Linked DNA regions of Mus musculus: regions 2 and 3 are each linked to region 1. A link is a contact called in public Hi-C and Micro-C data. All regions are on one chromosome and are shown on one strand. The core of a region is the stretch at or near the end of the contact, and the rest is flanking DNA. Distances in the headings are between cores, read along the strand shown. Region 1 holds the start of Dnmt3a (DNA methyltransferase 3A). Region 2 holds the start of Efr3b (EFR3 homolog B). Region 3 overlaps Efr3b (EFR3 homolog B).

What was found. Hi-C and Micro-C count contacts between places; a contact is called where the count stands out from the background.
Region 2: a Micro-C map of embryonic stem cells shows a contact between it and region 1, with 5 times the contacts expected there. The contact joins the promoter of Efr3b here to the promoter of Dnmt3a in region 1. A contact is called at or near these places in 1 of 484 Hi-C or Micro-C datasets (embryonic stem cells), 4 of 115 datasets of contacts at active chromatin or transcription factors (all in embryonic stem cells) and 2 of 9 other capture datasets (adipose tissue and pancreatic islet).
Region 3: a Hi-C map of the N1E-115 cell line shows a contact between it and region 1, with 4 times the contacts expected there. The contact joins the enhancer-like site here to the promoter of Dnmt3a in region 1. A contact is called at or near these places in 2 of 484 Hi-C or Micro-C datasets (the N1E-115 cell line and embryonic stem cells), 4 of 115 datasets of contacts at active chromatin or transcription factors (the SCID.adh cell line and embryonic stem cells) and 3 of 9 other capture datasets (adipose tissue, liver and pancreatic islet).

What each region holds. Positions count from the first base shown.
Region 1 is chr12:3,804,629-3,809,749 of GRCm38.p6, forward strand. Dnmt3a (DNA methyltransferase 3A) reads left to right here and starts at 2,352. Exons shown (of 23, transcript NM_007872.4): 1 at 2,352-2,492.
Region 2 is chr12:4,036,805-4,041,925 of GRCm38.p6, forward strand. Efr3b (EFR3 homolog B) reads right to left here and starts at 2,111. Exons shown (of 23, transcript NM_001082483.1): 1 at 1,900-2,111. The coding sequence starts at 1,906.
Region 3 is chr12:3,979,592-3,984,712 of GRCm38.p6, forward strand. Efr3b (EFR3 homolog B) reads right to left here. Exons shown (of 23, transcript NM_001082483.1): 6 at 4,943-5,092; 7 at 3,793-3,927; 8 at 3,264-3,342; 9 at 2,379-2,514; 10 at 2,063-2,224; 11 at 860-971; 12 at 551-602. Among named protein-coding and RNA genes, the nearest start is that of Pomc, 27 kb to the left of the region's middle. Within about 2 kb of position 1,915, at least 259 of the 459 cell types and tissues checked have an H3K27ac peak or open chromatin away from gene starts, as enhancers often do. A contact at or near this core is called in the N1E-115 cell line, the SCID.adh cell line, adipose tissue and 1 more, where this site is marked.

The sequences.
Region 1 (5,121 bases), core at 1,102-3,601:
TAAAGGGCCTGCCCATTAATGTGTGAGCCTATCTAGAGGGATGCTTCTTATTCCAACTGTGACAGAGCCTCAAGGTCAAGCCCGTCTCAGCAGCACCCAGCACTGATGTGCTTCCTCGCTGGACCAAAGACGCAGTGTTGGTGTCTCGAGCCAACGGTGACGCCCTGCAACTGCTACACACTGGTCCCAAGTCCCCTGACAGTTGCTGTGGGCCTGACTACATGAGCATCACAGACATCCCATGCTGTCATGGCTCCCCATGACAGCACCATCAGTACTGAATACAGACTTACATTTGGCTCTCTCATTTGGTCAGTTTTGGCTTCTTCCCACTGTAATATGCTGACCTGAGTCAAATGAACCTGGACTTAACTCTTGCTCTGCCACTTCCCAACTCAGGGTTAAGCCTGGATGGCTTTTAAAAATTGTGCATAAGCATGTTTTTCTTGCTCCTGTGTACCATATCCCTGCCACATCCCCTGGATCTGAAGTTAATAGTCAGTTGTGAACTGGCATGTGGGTGCTGAGAACTACACCCAGGTCCTCTGGAATAGCAGCCAGTGCTTTGGACTGCTGAGCCAGTCTCTCCAGCCTCATGGTGAGCTTTTTGTTTGTGGTGTTAAATCCTGAACCCAAGACTTGGAGGTTACCAGGCAAATGCTCTCCCACCAAGTTCCATCCCCAGTCCAAGCATGGGTTTCTTCACTGAAAAGTTGGAGCAGTACAAGTCACTCGACAGATGGAAGTGTTTGGTGGCTGGTGGCTACTCTTTAGAGGTAGTGCCATATAACTCTTGAAGTCGAGGCCTTTCTCTAAAATGGTCTTGTCCTTAGTCAAGCTGGGAGCATCATTTGGAGGGCTATGGATTTGGATACAGGAAGCCTGCAGTTCATACAGTCATTCAACCAACATTTATGAGGACGTAGCATGTACAGGTGCTGAGCTGTATTGAAGGCAAACGGTGTCCTTGTCCTCACAGGGCATGACGAGTCCTAAGAACTGGCCAGGTGAAAGACTATGGGTGGCAGAAATGAACACCAGTAGTGGAGGGTGGGGGTGCGATATTGAGTGCTATTAGGAAAGGTCAGGACAGTTGCTTTGGGGTAGGGAAGACTGAAGTGTAAATGTGCCCTGCAAATAGGAAAGGGTGGTTCTGTATTTCAATGAATTAGGCAACTGTCCCTTTGATCCTCAAATGGGGTGAAGTGTTCTAGGTGGGGCGTGTTCTATGGGAACCTGCTTCAGCATTGAGGGTCTGCAAATAAGTGTGCCGTGGGTGTGGGAGATGCAACTCAGGACACTGGGGCACTGAAGGGCTGGATGGATGGTGCTGTCCAGTGACAGGAGGGAGGAGCCTGACAAGGAGGCTGGGAGTCAGGGGATTCAGTGCCAAGCTCCAGTGATGGTAGCTGGAGAGGTGAGCACTACAGACCCGGAGCCCTGAGAGCACCCCCACACTGAGGGAGCCAGGTCTAGTGCCCGTCTGCAGAGAATCTTGCAGCTGGAAGAGGCAGGCCTTCAATGTCATTTAGTTCAACCTTCCACCTCTTCAGATCTTTCCAGAGCCCACCTGAGGGCATCCAACTCTTTTTGGACACCTCAAGGTACGGAAAGCTTACTGCCTTCTAGGGAGCCCACTCCGTGGCGGTGCTCGATGCTCTAGGATGGCCTCGAGGCGCCAGGCGCTCCGACCTTGGCCCTGTGCAGCCGTCTGGCCACCGCGGCACCTGGCTGTGGGTGGCGACGCGGCTGAGCAGGCGCTGCTGTCCCCAGCCCCAGTGCTGAGGCGCGCAAAGCGCAGTGGGCTCTGGTGGAGGTCGGGAGAACTGCAGGGCGAAGGCCGCCGGGGGCTCCGCGGGCGGCGAGGGGGGGGGACGGGGGGGGGCAGGCACTTGACACCGGCCCGGGAGAGGAGGGGCAGCTGTCCCTACGACCAGTGCTGGATGCGGGGACCCAGCGCAGAAGCCGCGCCAGGTAGAGGGGCGCCGCAAGGTGGGGAGGTTGCGGCCGGGGGACCACCCGAGGGGCACAGGGCGGCCGAGATCGCAGCTCCGGCAGGGTGCCCGGCCCGGAGCGCCGCAGTCGGGGCGCGGCGGGGTCCCGAACCCGCTCCTCCCGCCGGGGGCGCTAGGACCGTCCGCGGCTCGGATAGCTCCCGCCGCGGCGCCCCGGGGCCCCCGGGGTTGCCTCCCGGGCGGCTCCGCAGCGCCGGGGCCAGAGCCAGCGCGGCCACGGGGGGCGAGCGGCGGGCGGAGGCCTGGGCGGCGGGCGGCCGGAGGGAGGGAAGGAGGAAGGCGGAGAGAAGAGGCGGGCGGGGGGGACCCGGCGGAGGAGGCGGAGAGAGGGAGCGCGACAGCGACGGAGGGAGGGAGCGCGGCAGGCAGCGGGCGGGCCGGGAGGCGGCGCGGGCGGCGGCGCGAGCAGAGGACGAGCCGGGACGCGGCGCCGCGGCAGCAGGGCGAGCCGGGCCGCCCGACCCGCCGGGCCACACGGTAACCAGCACGGCCTGCGGCCCGGGAGCTGAGAGGGCGGGCGGGCGGGAGGGCACAGCAAGGCGGTGGGGAGCGCGGCTCGGACCCCGCAACTCGGCGCGCGGTGCTGAGAGCGCGGACCGCCCGGGCCGAGGGTTTGTTTATGTCCCCGCCGCTCGCCCGCCGCTCCTCTTCTGCGCGCCGCCTCCGCCGCGGACGCCCCTCGGCGCCCCCGCCCGGCCCGGGCTCAAGTTCAAGTCCGTACAATGCCGCGGGGGGCCTCCGCCGGCCTGCGCGCCGCCCGACGCGCGCTGCCGCAGGGCCCCGCCGCCTCCGCCTTCCGGGCTCTGCCCCCGCCCGGGGGCCCGGTCGGGGCCTGCGGCCGTGCGCTGCGGAGTGCGGACGGGACCGGGAATCGGGCGGCGGGAGGGGAGAGGAGGGGGAGGGGGCGCGGGCGGCCGGGGAGCGCCGTGGCCACGGCAGAAAATGGCAGCCTGGCACGACCCGGGCCCCGCGCCCGCCCCGCCCCTCCCCCGGGCCTGCAGGCTCCGCGCGGCGGGGGGGACCCTGGAGGCCCCCGGCAGGGCCCAGGGGCGGCCGGGGCCCGCGCCGGGGAGCGCGGCGTCGCGATCTTCCCGCGGCCACCTGTGGCTTGGGGGTGCGGGGCGCCGGCGGGCCTGGGAGGGGCGCGCGCGTGGGGAGCGTGCCCGCTCGGGGGCGCACGCTCCCGCGGAGGCCAGGCGGAACGGCGTGGAGGGGGGGGCGTCGCGCCCGGCTCCTCCCTGCCCCCGCTGCGGGCCGTGGGAGCGGGGTGGTGGTGGCGGCGGCGGCGCCGCAGTATGGGGGCGGGGCGGGAGTGGGCGAGGATCCCCGGGCCGGGCCGCGGGGGACTAGAAGGTGCGGGGGCGGGAGCAGCAAGGCTGGAAATGTCTCCGGTGGGGATGCCGGGGTCGCCCCCTGAGGCAGACTCCCCTTGCATACACTCACACGCACCCCCGCCGGGCCGGTGTAGACGTGTCCTTGAAAGCTTCGCATCTGCACAGTGAAGGACGAGGCCTCGCCGAGGCTGCGGATCGGGGGTCTCAGTCCCCATGTTGCCCTCACCTCAGGAGACACCCGAGCCTCCGAGCGGCTCCGGCCGCGGTCCGTGTCCTGCCCTCACCCGGACTCCCTACTCCACGCCGTCTTGCCCTCCCTCGTTGGCGCGGACCGAGCTGGCGTGCGTCCAGGGCCCGCCCCCAGCCTCCCCCAACCCCTCTTCGCGGGGCCCGCAGCCCTATGGCTGCCAAACTTCATTTTGCTTTCCTGGAGCCTGCCTTCTTGGGGGCACCCTCTCCCTTCGCTCCCCACTCAGTAGTTGCTCTCCCCCTGTCTCTGCATCCCCTCCTCTCCTCTTTTCCTGCAAGGCCAGCTGAGTAGGTGTGGACACCCTGGGTGAGAGAAGGCTCCCACTGGGTTCTCAGAGCTCCCTTCCCGGGCTCCCAGGGGGAGCCTTCTGTGGCTGCACCTTGACCTAAGATGGCGTCTTGCACCCAGCTGGGCAGTTCTGACCTGCGTAGGGCTGGGGAGGAAGGGCGGGCTAGGGACTGCATAACTGCCCCCTCTCAAACCAGAGGGGACAGGAGCCTTGGGGAGGAGTATCTTCGGCCGAGTGACCCAGCTTGCCCCTCACTGCAGTGCCCAGAGACTGCCATCAGCATCCCCGGGGACAGTTCAGTCTTCATGTTTCACCCTGAGCTGCCAGCGGCTGAACCTCCTCCTGGGCAGGCTGTGCAGGGATTCTGGGATCAGGTGCTACTCCACTGTGCCTCCTCCCTCCCAGGCAGATGTGACAGCTGCAGCCTGGGGAGCTATTCTTGCGTTGCTGGGGTGTTAGGACTGACCTGTGGGATTTGGAAAGCCCAGCAGCCTGGCAGACCCTCTTTGGGCTATCCTCTGTGCAGACAGGGGCCATTTGCAGGTAGTTAGAGCAGTCACTTGCTTTTGGATAGTTGGGTTGTGTAAGTTCCTGTGGGCTTTGGGGGCAAGCTGACTTGTCCCCTCTGCCTCTGGGGTCCATTAAGGCCCTTGTGGAGCTGTTATTGACAGGTAATTCTGTCGAAGAGTGGTGTGTGTGTGTGTGTGTCCAGGTAGGGGCCCCCAAGCCAACTTATGTCATAGGTCTGGCACCTTCCTCCCCCTTCCCTGTGGCCTCCTTCTCTAGGCCCTGCTGCCTCTCAGAGCCCCCCCCCCCCCGCACTCCTCCCCCCCCCCCTCCATGCTTTATCTTTGCACCCTTCCCCCATCAGATCTGCAGCTCCTGATTCGTGTGCTCCTGGTGGCCCAAACTTTTTCTTGTTACTTGGCCCAGCCTCTCCGGTGTTCGCCAGGAGCCTAACCTGAGGAAAGGTGTGTTCCCTTTAGACTCAAGGTCTGCTTTCCACAGTGGAGGAGCCCAAGAGAGGCCGCCAATGGCCATTTGTCAGGGTGTCTGCAGGCAGGATTCCTCTGTGGGGTGGGGGTTGGATGCAGCTTGCAGGCCCATTCCAACTTTGAAATTCTATGGCTCTGATTTTCCTGGTGGAATTTCAGACCCAGAATAGGGCTAGAGTGGTATGTTTTCCCTCCACGGTAGTGGTCATGGAGAAGGTAGGGGCTGCCAGGGGTGGGC
Region 2 (5,121 bases), core at 861-3,360, 230 kb after region 1:
GCAAGACCACACTGAAAGGCAGGCAGGCAGGCAGGCGAGGCCCCCCTGGAGAGCAGAGACAACTCCAGAGACCAGTCTCTGCAAGGGGCCAGCTCCCACCCAGCACTAAATGTGCTTTTCCCCCGTGCTGGAGCCAACTCCCCAGAGGATCCTCCATCACGGCCTTTCTATGGATCATTTAGGATTAGTTCCTGCTCTGTTTGCATCTGGGGAAATAAAAACATTATTAAAGAGAATTGGAATTTTGTGGTGCATCTGAAAATAGCCCCCAGTCAGGCTGACTTCCACATCCTTCTCTTTTAGCCAGCTCTTCCAACAGGAGCACACCAAGAACCCCCCTCCCCTAATTCTCAGACCCCCTAAGTAAGTTACCACATTAGCTACTAGATGTAATATGGTGGCCTGGGGCTGCTAATTCCCGCCCATACTGATGGGCCTGTCCTAACTCCTTCCCGGCTGCAGGTGCCCCTGCAGTCACATGCTTCTGTCAAATGATCTGCAGCTTCAGCCTGCTCCCTCTGCAGAAAGGGGGTGGGGGGGGGGGCACAGACAGAATAAAAGAGGTCTATGGCTCTTTCTACCTCCCAACAGGCAAAGCCCAAGTCCAGTCACCTTTCAGAGTCCCCACTGGTTATGGGTCCAGCCGCTGAGGACATCTCCCCTCCCCCCATTTGCTCCACCCAAGAGAATTAATGCTAGCTGAGAGGACCTGCTGACACCTCTATAAGAATCATAGTGTGGCTGTGTAACCAACTGACCTGGGAAGGAGATGCAAGGCAAAAAGTTAAGTCTTTGTCTTCTAAATAGGGGGCTCACCAACTGCTGACTCTTTTCAGCATGCTCTCTGTGCTAACAAACTTTGTGACTCATGGTCTGTTCGCAGAGGCAGCCAGCAGCCTTAGAAATGGGTTAAATTGGGAACATGCACTTCTAGATCACTCACTCCTCAGGTGCAGCCCGAGCCCCTACCCTGCAGTAGGAGACGGAGAACAGGGCTCCAATTCTTCTGCTGGCCTCAGAATAACTACCAGAGACCTGGGCTCTAGTAAACTGTGTCCACAGGAATACACGCACACATGTACCCTTGGTAGAGAGCCGATTCCTAGACTAGTCCACTCTTATGATCTGCAAAGTGGGACCCCAGGAGCGCTTTCCTCATCCACGCTGCCTGTAGAACCCGAGAAATTCTTGACAAATGAGCAAGCAGAGCCTTGAACCGTGAGGGTCTTGGAGCTGCCACACATTCGTGGGGGCGGTGGCTGCGTAATTGGGAGAAACCCTCGAAGCAGCATCTCTCCCCATCAGCCCTCCATAGGGCCAATCTGGAAGTTGGGAAGCCTGAATACCATTAGCAGCAGTGTTAGGTAGAGGCCAAGTCCACCCAGCTCAGAGAGATGAACCTCCAGCGCCGGCTCGCTCGCCAGCTCCTGCACTGCCGGCGCCGCCTCCCACATCCAAGGAGCCTGGCAGCAGACTGGCAGTGAGCAGCTCTCCCCTACCCTGGACCACTTTCGCGCATCAAACTCCCAAGCACAAGCCTCTTTGTTAATTCTGCAAATACTGTCACCCGATCACCTCCACCAACACTGTCGGCTCAGCTCCGAAGATACTCGCTTTTTCCAAAGCCGGGTGCCTCTCAGCCATCAGAGTCCCTACCTGGCGACGGACCACCGCCCCTAGCGCCTGCACACGCCTGCCCGAGGGATCTCAGGGGACCAGAGAGTCCCCCGGCCTAAGGCATCTTTGTCCTCTCGGCACAGACGTACGCACAGGCGACTGAACCAGCCTAGCCTGGCACCAAGTCGGCATTCTCGCTTTTGCGACGGGGGCCACTCCGGGGGACAAAGGTCCGTGTCTGGAAGTTTGCGGGCCCGAGCCGGGGCGCCAAGCCCTCCTTACCGTACATCTCCGCGGGGAGCGCGCCTCTGGGGAGGCCGGCGTAGCCGCGTCGCTGGCTGCTAGTCCTGGCCGCTCCTGCCTTTCATTCACAGCCCGGCGGGCTCAGGCGGCTGCGGGCGGAGACCGGGGCGCGGCGGGAGCAGCCGATGGGGGGCCGGCGGCGGGCGGGACAGAGCGGGACGCCACCCGCCCATTCAGCGACGAGGTTGGCTGCCGCCTCCTGCTCTGGTCCGCAAGCTAGGCGGCGCGCAGGGGGCGGAGCTGTGTTCTGCCACGCCCCGCCCCCTTGGCCACTGGCGGGCTGCCTCAAGAGCCCCGCCTCCATCCCGGACCCTCTCCTTTCCTCAGTATGGGGCGAGCCTTTTTACCTACCTGACGCCCCAGGAAGCCCAGGTTCTTCGTTCACTCAGTAGATCATCCATCCGAATTCCAGCTCCTGGCTCAGCTCTTACGCGGGTCGCTGACGTGTCCTTCAAACTGATGACACACACACACACACACACACACACACACACACACACACACACACACACACACACACACACCCCACACCAGGTCAGCCGGGCGCTGGAAGCTGCAGGTGTGCTCTATTCAGTCTGCTCAAACGAACCGGCTTAGGGAACCTAAGGAGCAGAAATTGAGGCATAACCCTATTCTTTCTGCGGGCCCCAAACTCTGTTTGCTACCTGGGTCAGGTATTCAGGAAATACAGCACACTCCCAACCTCCAAGGCTGCAGGAAGTCCGCTTGGTTTTTCCTCTCCAGATTTGTGTAATCTGCAAGCTTTGCAGCCAGCATCCCCTCCACAAAGGGACTTAAACCCCAGGCCAACGCCCCAGCCCTGGATATCTCTGCCTTCTGTTTCTCTGGCTTTTCTATTTCTATTTCTTAATTTCTCCTCTTGCCTCTTGCTGGAGGCTTTCTGTTTTCTTCCCGACCGTAAAAATTAGAGAAGGGCCTGAATGCAATGACCTTCGTTTTGTTTGTTTGTTTGTTTGTTTGTTTTGTTTTGTTTCGTCTTGTTTTTTGAGACAGGGTTTCTCTGTCGGCGCCTCTTTGAGCCTTGCTTCGTGTTGAGAAATTTCATGAACCTACAGTACATAGTGGGCACCACATATTGTTTTCTTTTTCTTTTTTTCTCCCCCAAAGCAAAGATCAAACCAGAGAGATCCAGTCCTTGGATTTGGAGACGGTGCTCAAGACAGTGCTCACTGCACCCCAAACCAGCATTTTCTATTTTTCTTTGGCTTCATTTCCCCAGACACATCCACCAACCCACCTGCACCTCTCCTAATCTGATGCTTCCTGTTGCCTTGATAAACAGAATGACCAAAAAAACACTTGGTTAAGAAAGGGTTTATGTCATATTAAACTTTACAGTCCATCACTGGGGGAAGTTGTCCTGGTTTGAACGGATTGTAGTGGAATATGAAGAGTCCCTGTAGGCTCTTATATTTGAATGCTGGTCCCTCATTGGTAGAACTGTTTGGGGGAGGATTAGGAAGTGTGTTCTTGTTGGGGGTGTGTGTGTCAATGGTCAATGGAGATGGCCTTCGAAGTTTCAAAAGCCCACACTAGTCCAGCGCTCTCTCTCTCTCTCTCTCTCTTTCTCTCTCTCTCTCTCTCTCTCTCTTTCTCTCTCTCTCTCCCTCATGCTTGTTGACCAGATGTAAGCTCTGATCCACAGCCATGCCTGCCTGCCTGCCTGCCTGCTGTGCTCTCCACCATGATGGCTGTGGACTCTACCCTCTGGAAATGTGCGCCCTGAACTGAATTGTTTCTTGTATAACCTGTCTTGGCTATGGAGACAGGATATTGGGATCAGCAATAAAAAAGGAACTAAGACAGGATTCTTCCCTAAAGTTACATGGCCAGTAAGCAATTTCTGGAGTGATGTAGCTGCCTGCGTGCTGCACCAGGGCACCAGCGGTGCAGCTTTTAGTTAGTCCCCTTGCTGGGTGGGCTTTCCAGTGGCAAAACTGCCTAGTTCCTTGTGCTCCTGTACGTGACCCCAACAAACTCCTCGGCCCATCAAGATAGACTTGGGTTGGATTATTTCTTTGGTCTGTTGATATCTTTTCTATCTGGGTTTAATAGAAATAAGCTCTCAGAAAAAAATAACACAACAGAGACAGTGTAAAATCAAAGGGCTGGATTCAAGAGTCCTATCCTCTAGAGCAGGTGACTGCGAGGACAGAGGAAAGGAAAAAAATCAGCTCCTTAGGGGGAACTCTAGGATGGTGGAAAGTCAGAATTGGGATTAGTACCTTAAACAGGTTCCTCTTTGCTTGCAGAAATCCCAAGTAAGGAAGAAGATAAAGAGAAAGAATCGGCATTTACTGAATGGCTCCATTGCAATGGGTCCGTGCCAGGCCCTCACAGATCTCAGTATAGGTCGCCTGTGGCTTACGATGGCCAGTCTTTACATTGTGTGAAGGTAATATACTTTCAGTAGAAACTGTACTTGAAATTTTTATCTTTTCTCGGCCTAGAAATATATAGCACTGTATGCTTTCTTGCTACTGGGTAGCATCAATGAGCCACTTGCTCTGTCAGCCCTTGGCTCACCAGGGGAGGCAAGCAGTAGCTACATTGCACTGCGTTCTAAGTTTTGATGTAGGTTGGCAGAGGTAAGTAAACTTTCTACTCACACTATTTTCTTCACGGTGTACACATGCATGTGTGTTTGTTTGTTTGTTTGTATGTGCATTTGTATGTGTGTATGTATGGGTGTATGTATGCGTGTGTGTGCATATGTGTGTGAGCACCAGAGGCTGATGTCATGTTTCTTTTTCTATTTCTCTTGGTTTTATTCATTGAGCCAGGGTGTCTCACTCGATCCCAGAATTTAAGCAGCCAGCTTACTCCAGGGACCCCTGGGATCCTCTTCTCAGGAGCTGGTATTCCAGGTGAGCTGCCATTTCCACCCAGGGTTTACAAGGGTGCTATGAAGCCAAACTCTAGTCCCCACACCGGTGCAGCAAGTGCTTGGCCAGCTGAACCACATCCCCAGCAGCTCCTACAACGATTTTATCAGGAACACCATTGTTGGCAAGGAGTGCTCTTTCTAGCTTATAGTAAGATCGAGGTGCAGCAAGGTGGTTCAAACTAGGATGCAGCTTAGCAGTGCACACTGATACATGACTGCACTGTAAGTGGGGCGGTTCTTCCTTGCAGGTTGAATAGGCTGCTCACCTCTCTCCTTTACCTGCATTAACTCTC
Region 3 (5,121 bases), core at 665-3,164, 170 kb after region 1:
CCAAGGCCAGCCAGGGCTGCAAGGGGTCCGGGGGTCTCTCCTAAATAAATCACATACACACAAACACAGATTTCAGAACTCGCTGTGGCTGACCACTCACGCTCCCTAGGGAAACTGCATATTTAACCCGGTGGGCGTGGGAACAACAGAGCTCAACCCCAGCAATGAAAGCTGAGATGCATTAGGAGATATAGGAAACATAGGGGAAGGAGGTGGTGGTGGCTGGAAGGTGGGAGAAATGGGGGAAACAGAGGCAAATGGCCTGGGGAAGGGCACCAGGTAGGCAGACGGGGACAAATGACCGCAAGACCCACATGGTCTTAGTGACAAGGCTACCAGTGGGCACACAAAGCCACCATTATTAACAAAGGGAAGCATTACGTTCCCACCTTGCTCTGAACAACTGAATGGGGCTCAGGTTGGGTTTCAGCCTTTCACTTACCCCTTTAATAGCTGGACATATCTGTGCAGCATGGAACACAACTACCTTGGTTACCTGAAAGAAGTTGTGACCACAGAGGCAGAGCAGGGACAGGATAGGGGGGCTTACCTGAAGGAGGGACTTCAGCAACATGATCTGGGTCAGCCGGTTCCTATTCTCCCTGTAGGCCAGAGACATGGTCTCAGCAGGATGGCAATAGAGTGCTCGGCTGCACCCCCCACTCCTGAGTGTTCTCACCAGGAGGCTTGTTGGTGGACCCATGATTTCCCTAACTGGGGGGGGGGGGGGAGGCTGAAAAATTGCCACGGGACCTATGACCCCTCTGTTTTTGAGCCAAGAGAAGAAAGCAGAGCCACAGAAGTCAGGGTGAAAACCAGGAGCCAGAGAGGGTGGGCTGGGAAGAAGCAGTGGACTGACCCCGTCCGTCCGGTCTCTACGGGGTGATGCACAGAAGGCAGCGGGACTTTGCTCATGATGAAGAGGATCACCTCTGAGCGCTGGTAGGTCGGCAGTGTGCTGGCAAAGGAGCCTGTGAGGAGAGGAGGGAGCGTGAGAGGTCCCCTGGGCTCAGCAGCAGCTGAATGGAGAGAGTGAGGCTCCCTAGTGCCCAGGGCTGGGGCAGCCCAGAGAGATCTGCCTAGGCAGGCTGCTTTGACCCTGTCTCCCGAGGAGGGAGCAAGAGGGACTCCAGAGGGCCCTTCCAGATGCCAGCTCTTCCCTTGTTACTGTCATCTGGGCTTCTTCCTGGGGGATAGGGCAGCTCAGTGGTTTCACGGCTGATGAGACCATGGCATAGGCACAAGGACCTCTGAGAGGGAGGAGACCCTGTTCCATGTTTCTCCACATCCAGGGCACAAACAGTCTCCGTTGCTTCCTTCCTGTCTTTTTTTTTTTTTTTTTTTTTTTATGCCTTAGTCCCACCTCCCCTACTGCGGGCCCACCTGGAAGCACTAGGCATGCCTAATGAGGATGGAGACACAGGAAGTCTGCCTTTGCAGGAGAGCCAGGCTGAGAAACCCAGACTGATCTGGTGTCTTTGCCCAGATCATTATGTGTCATTAGCTGGCTGCCATTTCCCCCAGTGTCCCTAAATAACACAGTGCTAGGTAATCATACAGCAGATGCTATGGCGGAGGCCTGGTTCTCCCACAAGGATCATCTCTCTCTAGTCCTGGTTCCACCTCATCCTCCCAAGATTCCTTGCTCTTCTAACTCCTTTTCCTAGGCCCCAGCTAACTCCTCCTCTAGAGCTCTTCCCCTCTCCAAGCTTTGCCAGGGTCTCTCCTTTCAGTACAGCCCTAGTCTTAACCCTTAGGCCCTGCCTGTCTCAGGCCAGAGAACTAGGTCTCTGGCAACCTCTCCCCACAGCCTCATTCCTCTTCAAATCTTATCAGGTCCCTCCCTTCTCCAAGCCTCACTGGGTCCTTCCCTTTACTAAGTTCCTTCCCCAGACTCCGCCCCTTTCCAAGCCTCGCCCAGATCTATCTCCACTACCACGTCCTAGGCCCCGTTTCACAGGCTCTGCCTCCTTAGCCCCGCCTCCAGATCGTTGACAACTCCTCCCCTGGAGTCGATCCCTCAAGCCTCAATGGCCCCTCCCAGACCCACCCATTTCCCCACCGATAGTTTTGATGACGGCCTCCTGGAACATGCACTCCTCATGCTCCTTGATGATCTTGGAGCCCAGGCTCACAGCGCCGTCGTAGCTCCCAGTTAGCGCGTAGTCGATGCTGAGCCGCAGCTGCCGCAGCAGGGTGTTGAACATCTCCAGTACCGTGGGCCCTGGGCGCCAAGGGGGAGGGACCCACAAATCATGACAGGAATCCCTCCTGCTCTCCCGTAAGCCCAGGCCCGCGCAGCCAATCGGCTCTAAATCTAACGCCTGCACACACCCCCCCACCCCACGCCCCTTGCCTTTTGCTCCGGACCCCCTTACCGACAGAGCCCGTGGCAGCGATAATTGCAGCTTCCGATAGGACTTCCACGATGCCGGCGCGCACAGTCGCCGCGCTGCGGCTGTTGGCGTCCAGGTGGCTCAGGAGCTGCTGGATAACCAGGTGGGAGTGCTGCGGCTGTGGAGGAGGAAGACGTGCTGGTCCCCAAACAACAACACCCCCCCCCCTGCCCCCCGGCCCGGTAGCCCTCTGCTGGAACCCAGAGGCTCAGGGTGAACCAAAATGACATCCCACAGCCAGTGGGCACTGCAGGTGGCACCCAGACCTCGCTCTCTTTCTTGCAGCACCCCACCCCAACCCCCACAAAAACGGAGCCAAATCCCAGGGAATCTGTGTTTGCACATTTTCCCTGAATTCCTTTACTTCAAAGGCGGCCAGCAATCTATTTCAAAATATTGTCTTTCATTTCTCCCTGTCCCCAGGTTTTACTGGCAAGGCCCATGAGAGGCCACGTGGTTCATCTCAGTGCAGCTCAAAGTGTGGCTGGGAGCCAGCCCAGTGCCAATTCAAGATCTGTCTGATAACACTGCTGCTAAGATGTGGGCCAGAAGGAAAGTACACCCGCAGTAACGGGGGCGCTCAGGGAATGCAGGTGGCTTGTCTTCTTTGAGATTTAATTTTCTCTAGGAATTATTTTCCATTGTATTTCATAAAAATAAAATAAATGTTGGCCTAGGATATAGGAAACATTAAACAGAGAACTCCTTGCAATTCCTTCCCAGCCGGATGATACAGCATGATCTGTGGCAGCTGGGGGTCTCTGGGGGGGGGGGGGGGAGTCAGAGGACACCTGGCTTTCTGCTTTGTGCATTGTCCAGCACCAGGAAGTGCCCTTGTGCCCAAGCTTGAACAGGGACAAACCATACCTGAATTGAGTACATGATGATTTTAAAGCAACGGGTGGCAAACACTTTGGGTTCCCAAAGAGAGTGGTTATCCAGGTGGCTGTGAGGAGAAAACATGGGGGAAGGAGGGTGACTAGGAAACTCAGAGGGAGGGAGGGAGGGAGGGAGGGAGGGAGGGAGGGAGGGAGGGAGGGAGGGAGGGAGTAGAGATGAACTTGGAGGGACAGCGACACTTCCAGAGATCCCCTGGCAGTTTCCTATCAAGGAAGGGCTTACAGTACAGGCTCTATAGCTTGACACAAAAAGCACCTTTGTTCAGTTTTTGCTACCCTCCTCTTAATCAGCACAAACCACAGGTGACCACTGCGTGGTAGTCTAGCTGTATGAACCAGCAAAGGATTGACTTGGCCGTAGCAAGTCTGCAAGGCCATCACCTCTATTTTCACCTGGGGAGATGGGGGAGGGCGGCTGGGACAGCCTGCAAGAAAAGCCTTGAAACCATCACCAGGGAGTAGAGCATTTCCTGGGTGGAGAGCAACACTCAACTCACATAAGAACGGGCTTGATGGCGTTCTTGATATTGCCGAAGGCCGCCCGGCCCAGGAGCTCCCTCAGGCACCTCTCAGCCAGTTCTGCTGGGTTCTCCTTTTCCTTCTCTGGTGCTTGGAGGGGCGAGGGAGACCGGCTGTGAATACAGAGCCAAGTGGATAAAGGATGGGGTTCAAAGCTGGGAGCTAGGACTGTATAGCCCTAGGTTTCTGCTCAGAACAAGCAGGAATTGGAAATAAGCTGCAGCAGGTCATAGAGTAGTCTTGACTGCCAGCGATTAACCAGGGTACGGGATCTGGCAGTAGAAGATTGGAGGAGACAACAGAGTTGTTTGTGGAGAAACACTTCAGGGTGGACTGGATTGTCTCTGGGAGGGTCTAGACATATCTAAAGGTTCAGGAAGAGGTGGGTGAGAACTGAAAAGAGGAAAGAGGCATATGGTGATTGGCTAGGGGGTGACTTAATGGTATGCAAATCTGAGTGAACCTCTAAACAGAACTCTTCTAAGAGCAAAGCAGATCGGTGAGCTGTTATATCAGAAATAGCCACCAGGGGGCACACTTACTTTCCTCTGCTAGTTTAACTGCCCAGACCCAACTAAGTGCAATTTTACTGAGCATCTAAGTCCAAAAGCAAGGTAGGACAGCAACAGGAACCTTTCTCCCTATCCCATTCTACCTGGGAAAGTAAGGGTCAGGGGACTGGATGAGTCTGATCTTTTTGAGGATCTAAGATTAAAATCCAGTGTCTGCAATTCTTGAGTAGCTGTGGCTGGTCAGTCATGTTTTAAGGTCTGAACTGGCATCATGAAGTGAGCTGGGGAAGTCCCAAGGGAAAGTCTTTAGCATTTAGAACCACAACAGGCATTTCAAGCCTCCTTAGCTGGCACAATCTGTCTCTCGTCCCCTTGTGTCCTGACCAGCTTACCTGTATACTCAGGCAGCCCTGAGCCATACCACTCTTGCTGTCTCATCTGAAGGGGCTCAGAGGCTGGCAGAAGACAGACCAAAGGATCCACTCATCGGGAAACAAGCCACAAAGCCAAGATTCCTGGCCTTGTAGCTGCCTTTACCTTCCTGTCCAAGCTAGGTGTGTTCCAGGAGCCTGGGTGTGAGGCAATGCTCTGACAGCTGAACCCCACTCCCACTCACCTCTCTGCCTCTTCCACGTGCTGCAGATTGAAAAGCAGCGACGGGACGATCTTGTCCATGTGCTGTGGGTCCCAGATGTTGGCCTGCAGCTCGTCATTCACTGTCTTCCTCACTACCCCTTGCAGGCCTTTGATGCCTGACATGCGGATCCTGTAAGGAAAAAGGCGGAGGCATGCCTG